Linked DNA regions of Sus scrofa: region 1 is linked to region 2. The links are chromatin contacts, called in public Hi-C maps. All regions are on one chromosome and are shown on one strand. The core of a region is the stretch at or near the end of the contact, and the rest is flanking DNA. Distances in the headings are between cores, read along the strand shown.

The links. A called contact is a pair of places that touch in the nucleus more often than the background predicts.
Region 1: a contact with region 2 is called in a Hi-C map of liver, with 3 times the contacts expected there. The contact joins the promoter of SPATA2L here to the promoter of TCF25 in region 2. A contact is called at or near these places in 1 of 5 promoter capture datasets (liver), 4 of 47 Hi-C or Micro-C datasets (alveolar macrophages, heart right ventricle, liver and 1 more) and 1 of 2 datasets of contacts at active chromatin or transcription factors (alveolar macrophages).

The regions. Positions count from the first base shown.
Region 1 is chr6:325,087-330,822 of Sscrofa11.1, reverse strand. SPATA2L (spermatogenesis associated 2 like) reads right to left here and starts at 2,289. Exons shown (of 3, transcript NM_001177918.1): 1 at 1,987-2,289; 2 at 1-432. The coding sequence starts at 2,289.
Region 2 is chr6:207,119-212,586 of Sscrofa11.1, reverse strand. TCF25 (transcription factor 25) reads left to right here and starts at 3,746. Exons shown (of 18, transcript XM_021097023.1): 1 at 3,746-4,073. The coding sequence starts at 3,882. SPIRE2 (protein spire homolog 2) reads left to right here. Exons shown (of 15, transcript XM_021097006.1): 15 at 162-1,107. The coding sequence ends at 381.

The DNA.
Region 1 (5,736 bases), core at 1,040-3,539, 120 kb before region 2:
CCCGCCGTACAGGCTGGCCTCGTCCGAGCCCTCGTCCTCCTGCAGGTCCCGGTACAGGTCCAGCCGGGCCCGGCACACGGCCGGGGAGCCCCGAGGGGGCAAGGGCGGCGGCTCTTCCTCCCGCGCCAGGCGCTGCTGCAGCCAGGCCACGCAGGAGGCCACGTCGGCGCTGGCCCGCCGTGCCTGCAGCAGCACCTCGGCCGGAAGCACGCTGGTGCCCAGCTGCGCCAGCACCTCGCCCAGGATCTCGCACTCCAGGCGCAGGGCGAAGCAGCCCAGGGCCACTTGCACCAGCTGGCGGGCGGGGGGCGGGGCGGCCACCATGAGGCGGTGGGCGTCCCTGCGCACGTAGCCCATCTTCCGGAAGCTCTGGATGAGGAGGTCCTCCGAGAGCGCGCCCCTCAGCACGTGCACGTAGCCCCCGGAAAAGGTCTGCAAGGAAGGGGGCAGGTCAGCAGCAGCCCGTCTTCCCGCAGACCTGGGCAGCCTCAGGCCCCAGGTGGTCAGGCCGGCCCGGGCCGCGCTGCACTGACGCTCCCTCCAGAGGAACTTTGTGGGCAGGTGCCCAGGTCCACCCCCAGGCGCTCTGATCCCGTGGGCTAAGGCAAGCCCACGAATCTCAATTCTGAAAAGATCTACCAGACTTCACCTGGGGCATAGATCCTGCCTTCTGGGTCCCCTCCACCCCCTCACCGGTGGGGGTTTGCCGTTCTAATCAGTTTCCTGTGTACCTGCTGAGTTCTGGTTGGGCAAACACACAGAAACATCCGTGCTGTGTGCTCCTCTGACCAGGCAGCCTCCTAAACACCTTCTCAACTGGGATCATTGATTTCTAAGCGCTTCCCGCACCAGGACAGAGGGCGAGCCGTTGACGTCACACCGAGGGGACCTGGAGTTGTCGCAGCTCTGGGCTGCAAGGGAACTCGGAGGGTTCCTAGGATGGTGATGGCAGTTCGTCTGCAGCTCTTGACTCTGGGACCCCTGCTCCTCAGCTTGCAGCTTATGACAGACCTCCAATGGGGCACGCCGTGCAGGTGTGCTCAGGGCTGTGCCCTCGCCCCACACTCTTGTGTCCGTTCCGCAGAGGAAGAAGTGGATTCGGCACGATTAGGTAACTCGCCCCACACCACACAGGCGGGAGGAGGCAGAACCAGACCCCATCGAGGTCTGCCCAGCACTGAAGCCCATGAGCACCTCAAGGCAGGCCTGTCTGTCCGGTTCTGCCCTTGGCCCCCTTGGGGGCTGGATCCTGCCCTCTGGTCTTGACTGAACCTCAGACCAGCATGGGTCCCCCAGTGGAGCAGTGGGCTCCAGAGCTCACCTTCCAGAGAGAGGCTGCTGCCGCTGCCATGGCAACAGGCGGAGGCAGGCGCCCACGGGCCCAGTGACATCATTAACTTCCTCCTCTTCCCAGTTAGCTCAGAGGCGCAGGGCAGCCTGCTGCCTCCTGCCAGTGTGCAGCTCGCCTAGAGGGGCCATGCTGGCCCTGGGCTCAGCCTCCACCAGGGCCAGGGGTGAACTAGGTTCTTGTTTAGTGGGCACCCCTAGGGCGTGCAGGGGCACCTCCACCCAGCCCCGGCCTGCCTCAGAGAACAGGTTCTCTTTCCATGTTTTGTACAAATGGGCTCCGTCCATGTCGCAGAGGGGTTGAGGTGACCTGGACCCTCAAGTCCCTCCCATGTGCCTGTCCTAGGGTTTCTGTGCCAACCGGGGCCACAAGGTCACCTTGGGGAGGACAGCAATGCAAGCTTTAAGGAGCAGGAGGCCCCCAGAAGGCAAGTACCCTGGCAGTGATCTCCACACACCATGCTCTCAGCCCTAGGAGTGACTCAGCCAAGAAACGCTCCAGCAAGCCCAGGACCCTCAGCGCACGGAGTCCTCTGCGGACACCCTGAAGTCCCTCAGCCCTGACGGCAGCCGCCCTCCTGATAGTGGCCAGCCCCCAGCAGCCTTGGCATGGGACCCGCACAAGGCCTGGCGCCCTACCTTGATGGTGGTAAACTCCTTTCTCCAGGGCAGCAGATACAGGTGCACGGCGGCCAGCTCCAGCAGCTCGAAGGCGCGGGCAAGGCCGCGCAGGGCGGGGGCCAGGTCGGCGCGGCCCCACAGGCCATCGGTGAGCAGAGCCAGCGCGTCATCCTGCAGCGCCCCGTGCAAGTCGAAGTCTTCCACCAGGATCTGCCAGAGCACGGCGCGCAGCGACGGGTCCCCGCACACGCCCGCGCGGCCGCGCCGCAGTTCACGCTCCAGACACAGGCGATAGTCCTCGGACAGCGAGCTGCTGCCCATCCTGGCGGGTAGGAATAGGCTGTCAAGAACCAGAGGCCCCTCCCTTCCCGCTGTGCGCCCCCAGAGCCCCCGTCTGCATCTGCAGGTCCCCCTCCAGCCTGGAGACGGTGTCACCGCCAGCTGTGCGTCCCTGGTATCTGCAGCATCTCCTTCCCTGGAGACCTGTGCCAGGAGAGGCTCCCCTCCCTAGCAGAGACCACTTCTCACCCACCAGATCGTGCTGTGGGCCCCGCGGGCGATCGTGTTACCTGTCTGTCCCCAGCGGTCCCCCAGTGCCGGCCGCTCAGTTCGGGCCTCTCCAGCAGCAACGCGCTTCCGCCGGGGACGGCCCTGCCCATCGGCCTGGGCCGTGACGTTTTGGGCGGGGTCTCTTCGGCTACCGCCCCTTCGGCCAAAGCGGACGGGGAGGGGCCTGGTGCGGGCCCGGGATCACCGGCTGGGTGCACCTGTACCTGCGGCAGCCCCGCGTCGCCCGTGTCCCCACCGGGCGCTCCCACCGGGCGCTCCCACCGGGGCGCTCTTCTTCCGCGGACGCAGACCTCAGGAGCTGGGCCCCTAGGCGCGCCAAGCCGCGGAGGAAGCAGGTGCTCGCGAGTGTAGGGGCGTCTCAAGCTCCCGCCGGGCGGGAGGCAGGGGGCGGGGCGAGGGGCGGGGCTACCAGATGGGGCGGGGCCTTCCGCTTCGCCTAACGAGGACTGGCCAGATAAGCAAGGGGCGGAACCTGTGCTGGGGCGGGGCCGGCGCTGCAGGTGGGCGTGACCTGCGTCTTGGTTGCGTTTGACTCCGTAACCTCAGGGTGGGTGGGCGGCCTGGGAGTCTTTCTGTGGCTTCTGGTTTCCTACGGCCGGCACAGCCCCGGTCCCCGAGAGCATCTTGGCGGGGGACGGGGGGAGGGGGGTCTTTGAGGCGGTGTGAAGGCGCCTTCCTCCCTAGGTCAGAGTCACTGCCAGGCACCCCACCCACGGTCGCCCAAGCTGACCAGGGCTGTGGATCTCCCAGGCCTAATCTGGGCCACAGCTTCCAAGGGACGTTTTAATGTCCGTGCTTTCGTTTCTTCTGCTCAGCTCAGCGTTAAGGCCTCTTGGGTGGAGGAGGATTTAGCCATCGGGGAGGTCCCTGCTCAGGGCAAGGAGGGTCTTGTTTTCGGCGTCCCTGCCTGGGTCCTTACCTCTCCAGGCCACTTTGTAGAGATGGACTCCGACTGCAGGAAGATGTCTCTTAACAGTTTTCACCTGGTAGCGCATCGCCCGCTGGCCTGCAGCGACCTCAAAGGCCGGACTTGTAGAAAAGGTGTGCAACTAAGCCGGGAGTCTCTGCGTCTTGTGCTGAGGCCGCTCAAGGTGGAAGTCTTTCACTTGCTGTTTCCTCAACCCACGGCCCACCCTGGGGCCACATCAACGCTGAGGGGACAGCTTATCTTCCCGCACCTCCAGCTGCAGCCATCAGCGCTTGTGTGGACAACAGCTGAGCTGGCCACGCTCCTCGGCCTGGTCTCGGGCAGATGCAGGGCCTCTGCAATGAGCGGAAGTGCCTTTGGCCGCGGCCGTAGCGCCCTCCGCCAGCAGAGGCGCTCGTGCCATGTGGACCTCGCCCCGCTGTTCTCCTCAGTGTGAAGGGCTGTGTGTCCGCCTCCAGGTCCGCGCGGTGCTCTGCTCTGTACTCCGCTCTCCTTCTTGGCTTTGCACTCACTGTCGTGTCTTGCCGCGTGTGGCTCCAGGCGTTTGCACCTAACCCGTGTGCTCCTCCAGGGAGCACGGCTCTGCCTCAGGGTGACCCTTGCCCTGGGGCAGGTCTTTGCACTGTCCTCCACCCACAAGGAAAGTGACATTGTGTGGCTTCCCAGGTCAAGTCATAAAAGTGCATTGTCCTGAGATGTCCACTCTTGGAACGTAGCCCCCGGACGGCGAAGAAGCCAGAGACTGCAGGGACTGGGAAGCTGGAAGAGGCAGGGAAGGGCCCCGTCCTTGGCCCGGGGCTGCCTGGCACAGCCGTGCTGACACCTTGATTTCAGACCTCAGAACCTGAGAGCACGTTTCTAAGCTCCGCAGTGAGTGGTCTTTTCTTGCTGCAGCAGCTGGTTACAGGAAGCTGGTGTGGGCCTCCGCCGTGTTCTGCCAGCCCCAAGGTCCTTGCTGATTGTCCAGGCGACCCCAACCCCTCGACATCGGGTCGCCCCACCCGGGCAGCTAAGCTAGCGGATGCTGGGCTGGGCCAGAGGCATGAGGGCCCCACTGAACCCTGCAGAAGCGGAAGTCTCATGAGCGCAGTAGACGGCTGCTAGGTGTTTAAGCAAGACGGCTGCTAGGTGTTTAAGCCGGGGAGTGATCTGGTTTGTCACTTGGCAGTGGGGGGGTGGGCGCCACTTGCCTCAACTCCAGCTGTGTGCAGGTACTCCGTGATCTTGGGAGCAGAGCTGCTGGGTTGGCGGGTCAGGGGATACTGCTGCGCTGCGTGCGAGGCTCCGGCTGCTACACTGCCCTGCTCTGCATGGTCCAGTTTCCTCCCTCTTCCCAGTTCAAAGCACAGGATGTTCAGTCTTGTGCTGTCCTAATTTGCATTTCTTGATCTTTTTTTTTCTTGTTTGCTTTTGAGGGCCACACCTATGGCATATGGAGGGTCCCAGGCTAGGGGTCAAATCGGAGCCATAGCTGCCAGCCTACGCCAGAACCACAGCCACGTGCGACCTGAGCCTCGTCTGCGACCTGCGCCACAGCTCACGGCAACGCCAGATCCTTAACCCACTGAGCGAGGCCAGGGATCGAACCTGTGTCCTCATGGTTCCTAGTCAGACATGTTTCCACTGCACAATGGGAACTCCTGCATTTCTTGATTATTTTATTTATTTTTGTCTTTTGTCTTCTTAGGGCCGCACCCGTGGCATATGGAGGTTCCCAGGCTAGGGGTCAAATCAGAGCTATAGCTGCCGGCCTACACCACAGCCACAGCAACACCAGATCCTTAACCCACTGAGTGAGGCCAGAGATCGAACCTGCAACCTCATGGTTCCTAGTCGGATGCGTTTCTGCTGTGCCATGACGGGAATTCCTCTTGATTTTTTATTTTTATTTTATTTATTTATTTACTTTTTGTCCTTTTGCCTTTTCTAGGGCCGATTCCCGCGGCATATGGAGGTTCTCAGGCTAGGGGTCTAATAGGAGCTGTAGCCACTGGCCTACACCACAGCCACAGCAACATAGGATCTGAGCCGCGTGTGCGACCTACACCACGGCTCACAGCAACGCCGGATCCTTAACCCACTAAGGCAGGGATTGAACCTACAACCTCATGGCTCCTGGTCGGATTTGTTAACCACTGCGCCACGACGGGACCTCCCTCTTGATTTTTAAACTGACTTTAAACGGCGCTTAGACTTATGAGCTTTGTACTCGCTCTTCTGAAGAAGGCTTTTCATAACCTTTGCTGTTTTTCTACCTGGGGCTCCTGCCT
Region 2 (5,468 bases), core at 2,497-4,996:
CTGCCCACGCAGGGCAGCGGCTGTGGGGGCGGGGGCGGGGGCAGCCGCGTGGTCCGAGCCCAGGACCCAAGCTCCTCCCAAGGCCCTGCGCCGCCAGCCAGCGTGCGCGAGGGGGGCTGGGGAGACGCGGGCGCGCCCCCGATGGCCTTGTCCCGCCCCAGGTCCCTGCAGGGGCCGCAGTGGCGGAGCGTGGAGGAGGAGTTCCCGCACATCTACGCCCACGGCTGCGTCCTGAAGGAGGTCTGCAGAGACTGCACCAGCTTCGTGGCGGACGTGGTGCGCTCCAGCCGCAAGAGTGTGGACGCGCTCAACACGCCCCGCCGCGCCCGCCAGACCCAGTCCCTCTACATCCCGAACACCTGGACGCTCGACCTCAAGTGAGGGTCTCCGGCCCCCGGGCCACCTGGCCAGATGCTTCTCACGGTGCCCCCAGGTGGCCGTGCCGCCGGGGAGGGGCTGGGCTGGTCCTGGACCAGGCTGAGAAGTGCCTTTCCCGGGAAGACCCGCCGGGGCGCCCTGCGGAGCGAGCATGTACATATATACATAGATTCATCCGCGGGACTCTTGCACTCACAGCCTCTATATTTATACTCATGATTCCTGGCCCGAGTTCATTGGGGTCAGGCTCACTGCAGGACCCTCCCTGGGGGAGGACGTTTCCTCTCAGGATTCCTTGGGTGGGGCGGGAGCGGGGCGGGGCAGGTGGGGTACTGCCGCGGCTCAGGGAAGGCCTCTTCTCCCTCGGATGAGAGCGGGGCAGTGTCCCGTCCCGGGTGATGCTCGGCTGGGGTGGCTCCTTGGTCCCCTGTGCTTAGCAGGCCAGGGGCTGCAGAGGCACTGGGAAGCCGCGGAGGGGCCGAGATGCTCCTGTTGGGCGTGTCACCCTCCGACTGGCAGGTCGACAGCCAAGCTCGCGTGCTGCCCCTGCCTGGCATCCACAGCCTGGCCATCTGCCCCATAGCTGGTGTCGCCGGCCTCACGGAGGTGGCGGAAGGTGCTGGCCTGAGAGCCCTGCCAATGCTCTGTGGTCCCAGTAGGGGAAGCCACTCTGTAAACTGTACAAACGGCCACTCGTGGCCTAATAAAGGCGGTCTCATGGTCTCCTGACTGGGGTGTGAACTGAGAACCGTCTGGTCTGTGCTCCAAGGGGGGACACTGGGCTCTGTGGGGCCACCTGTCCTCTGCTGCCATCACGACATTCCACCAGAGTGCCCACTCTGTGACCTGCCATCTTGGTCTTACTGCCAGCAGGGCTGCCTGTCGTCTGCCAGTTTGGGAGACCTCCGGCCTTGCCCGTCCGGATCCCTGCTCCTGTTCTCCAGGCAGATGACGCCGTCCAGGCTCGCGGGGTTGGGAACGTGTGGGTGCTCCGCCTGTGCACATGTGCCTGGAGGGAGCTTCTGCTGTCACCCCAGCTTACTCTGAGGAAACCAAGGCTCAAAGAGATCAGGAAACTTAACCAAAGACACACAGCCACCCATGATCTTCAGCCAGGCCTGTCCGATGCCAGGCTCTAATGCCTGGCCCACAGATACGGGCTCAGAGAAGACCACAGGGGACAGAATTTATGGGCCTTTCATCAACTGGGGTCCAGGACACTCAATTACACAAAATTAGAGGGATCCATAAAAAGAGCCCATTCCCCGCACTGGTTTTGATCACGTCATAGGCAGGGAGTATTATTCTCATTTTAGTGAGAAAGTTGGTACAGAGAGAGTAAAGAATGGCCCCTGGTCACACAGCCAGCGACGAGAAAGCACCTCCACGGGCAGACAATCCCACCAGTGAGGAAACAGACCAGGTGGCCCGTGGAGGCCCGCACTCCCAGCAGAGGGAGACCCGGGTTCTCGTCCTCACAAGAACACTTAGAAATGAAAGCCCATCCTAGGTGAGCAGGAGGGAGGGTCTGGTGTTCCCGCTGCTCCCGTCGGTCCCGGGGGCTGGGGGCTCACCTCCGCTGATCCCAGGGGCAGAAAGCTGTGGTGTCTGCCCTGGGAGGCCTCCCCGCCCCTGATTTATTTTTTATTTTTTTGTCTTTTGTCTTTTTTTTTTGTCTTTTTGCTGTTGTTGTTGCTATTTCTTTGGGCCGCTCCCGCGGCATATGGAGGTTCCCAGGCTAGGGGTTGAATCGGAGCTGTAGCCACCGGCCTACGCCAGAGCCACAGCAACGCGGGATCCGAGCCGCGTCTGCAACCTACACCACAGCTCACGGCAACGCCGGATCGTTAACCCACTGAGCCAGGGCAGGGACCGAACCCGCAACCTCATGGTTCCTAGTCGGATTCGCTAACCACTGCGCCACGACGGGAACTCCTATTTATTTTTTTTATAACAAATTTTATTTATTTATTTTTCCACGATACAGCATGGGGACCAAGTTACACATATATGTATACATGCTTTTTCCGTCCATTGTTGTGCTGCGCCCTCCCCTAATTTAGATCATGAGAGACAGAGGCCACTTACCCTGCAAGTGTTTACAACCAAACTTCCCTTGCTGAGGACCAGGCCTTGGAAAGTACAGGGAGAGACAGTGTTCAGAGCTGCCTGTTCGGGTAAGGTACTGCTCGAAGCCTCATGGCCACCGACCCACAGGAGCCAGGCAGGAGCAGTTCTGCGTGGGATGGCCGGCCCACGTTCCCAGCACAGGCGAGGCAACATGCCTGCATAAGCTGTTCGCTCCGGGGGCCAGCGATGACACAAGATCTAGTGGACATGGCTGGCCCTGCATGCTCGGAATTCTCTGGAGGGCAGTGCCCCGGAGGTCCTGTCTGAGCTGAGCCCAACTCTCAGTAGCTGGGTTGGAGGGTGGGGCAGGGGGTTGAGGCAGCAGCCTGTGCCAGTCAGTGCGATCCCAGGGCCTAGTACTTGCAGGTAACCCAACCCGCCTTGCTTCTCGGTCTCCGTCGGCAGACTTCCTCATCTGAACTCCGGAGCCACAGACACAAATGCAGATCCAGATTCTACCTGAGCCAGTTCCTTATTCTCTTAAGTCTTTATCTGTAAAAGGGGCAGGGTGGGGAGTGATATCTACCTTCCAGGAGGAGGTAAGAACTCAGTCTAGGGCCTGGCTTGGGCGCCACACTGAGTCAACCCCAGCTCAGTGCCAATTACCCACGCCAAACCACCTTAGCCTGGCACTTGCACCTCTGCAGTGCAGGGCTTCTCAAATCTGCCTGCGCATTCTACTCTCCTGAAGATAAAGAGAAAATCAATGCCAGGCCCCACCTCGGAATTTCTAGGGATTGGGCCCCTGATCATCACCGTTAGGACACACCGTAAGCGTGGCAAGCCTCCACCTCAGACCAAGGATCCCCACACCCAGTATACAGGAGAATCACCTGGGACGCAAGCAAAAAGCAGACTCCCAGGGCAGACCCGGGGTCTCCCGGGGAGGGGGTGACCCGATCCGCTGCTTGGGAAGCTCCTGCGTTTCGGAGGGCCGACTTCTCACAAGCACAGCATCGTCTGGCCGCCGGCCGTGGAGGCGACCTACCGGGACTGGGTCCCCCGGGCTTCCCGCTGCAGCCCGAGCCTCCCCACCTCGACAGCACCACCTCGCCGCCTAGAGCAGAGGCCTGAGGATCTGAGCCTGCGCGCCCCCGGTTCGCCCCGCCCGGTCCCGATGTGCGTCGCGGGCGCGCCTCCAGAACAGGAAACAGAGGCCGGCGGACCCGCCCATTCTCGCGAGAACTCGTCCGGAAGCGTACGCACCTTCTTTGATGATACCGACGACTGGGCGGGACTTCGGGAGAGCGGCACCGCGCAGACGCGACGCGCCAGCCTCGCGCCACCGCGCTGTAAGTGCGCAGGCGCGCCGGCCGCTCTCTTTTCTGCTCTTCCTTCTGCCGGTCTCCAGACGTCAGCGGCTGTTGGGTCCTATGTCGCGCCGGGCCCTCCGGAGGCTGAGGGGGGAACAGCGCGGCCAGGAGCCCCTTGGGCCCGGCGCCCTGCAGTTTGTCCTCCATGATGACGATGATGCAGAAGAAGAATGCCCACAGCAGGGGCCAGGTGGCCGGCGTGCCCGGGGCACAGGGAAGGAGGGCGTCCGCGTCAACAACCGGTTCGAGCTGGTGAGCAGCAGGGCTACCGGGGCTGGGGGCAGCGGGTGGGGGCGGCCTGCGAGGTGGCGGGTCCGTGACGTCACGGGGCGGGGCGGCGGGGTCGGAGCTGCAGTGGGGAGGGCGGGGCCAAGGGGGTGGGCGGTGGCCTGAGCCCACGGGGCGGTGCTACGTTGGGTTTGGGCTGCGGTGAGGGGCGGGGCCATAGCGTCCATGGGCGGGGTTAGTGGGTCCCCGCTGCGGCGGAGTGGGTGTGGCCGGCTCTGGGGGCGGGACCGCAGCGCGGTGGGCGGGGTCTCGGGGCTCCAACCTGGATTTCAGGGTTAAGTGCCTCCGAAGCCGAGTCATCGCAGGGCCTTCACGAACGTTCTCATCTTTTCCACACACCCCAGGGCTCATTGTCTGGCTCTGGGTCATCTCTGCGTCCCCCCCGGCAGGTGTCTGGCCCAGAGAAACGACACAGTAGATGGGAATTAAGTAACAACAACCGGGGTCTCCTTGTCGCCGGCCTCATTCTCTACTTTTGCACGTCTGTGCGGAGCGCCTGCTGCCCTGACCGCCCTGTGCAGCAGGGATGCCTGTTCCGCTGGCCTTATGTCCCCAGCACCTCGTGCCCACCCACGTAGGGACTCCACAGCTGTTGCTGCGTGTTTGAAGGCGTAGCAGTAGTTTTGAAGACCATAGAGCAACCAGCCATGCTTGTCAGCTCCTTCTTGGTCTGGCTACTGCTCCCAACTTTACCGAAAGTTGCCAAGTTACGGGCCCCTCCTGAGACAGTGGGGCGCGCGGGCTGCCAGTCTGGGCGTTGGGTGTAGAAATTGCTGCTCCTGTTCCTCTTGGGTAAGAGCCTGACCTTGTCGTTCTGGTGAAGGGGGGACTCCGTTGTTCTTCGGGTCCTCCTGACTCTTCGTTCGCCTCCTCGGAGCCTTCTTGCTTGCCCGTTTCTTGTCACCTCTTTCTTTTTAACTTTTGTATCATGGGAAGTTTCAGATATACACAGAGACGTACGGGTAACCCTCAGAGGTGCCCCTCAGCCTCCACAGTTGTTTTCCCAGCGCTTCCATCCCATCCTGCATCCTTAAGTTTTCTGTCGACTTTGGTTTTTTTTTTTTTTAATTAATTAATTTATTTATTTATTTTATTTATTTTTTTGCCCGTTCCGGGGCTGCTCCCACAGCATATGGAGGTTCCCAGGTTAGGGGTCCAGTCGGAGCTGTAGCCGCCGGCCTATACCACAGCCACGCAGGATCTGAGCCGCGTCTGCGACCTACACCACAGCTCACGGCAACACCGGATCCTTAACCTACTGAGCAAGGCCAGGGATTGAACCCGCAACCTCATGGTTCCTAGTCGGATTCATTAACCACTGCGCCATGACAGGAACTCCTTCTGTTGCTGTTCTGACCT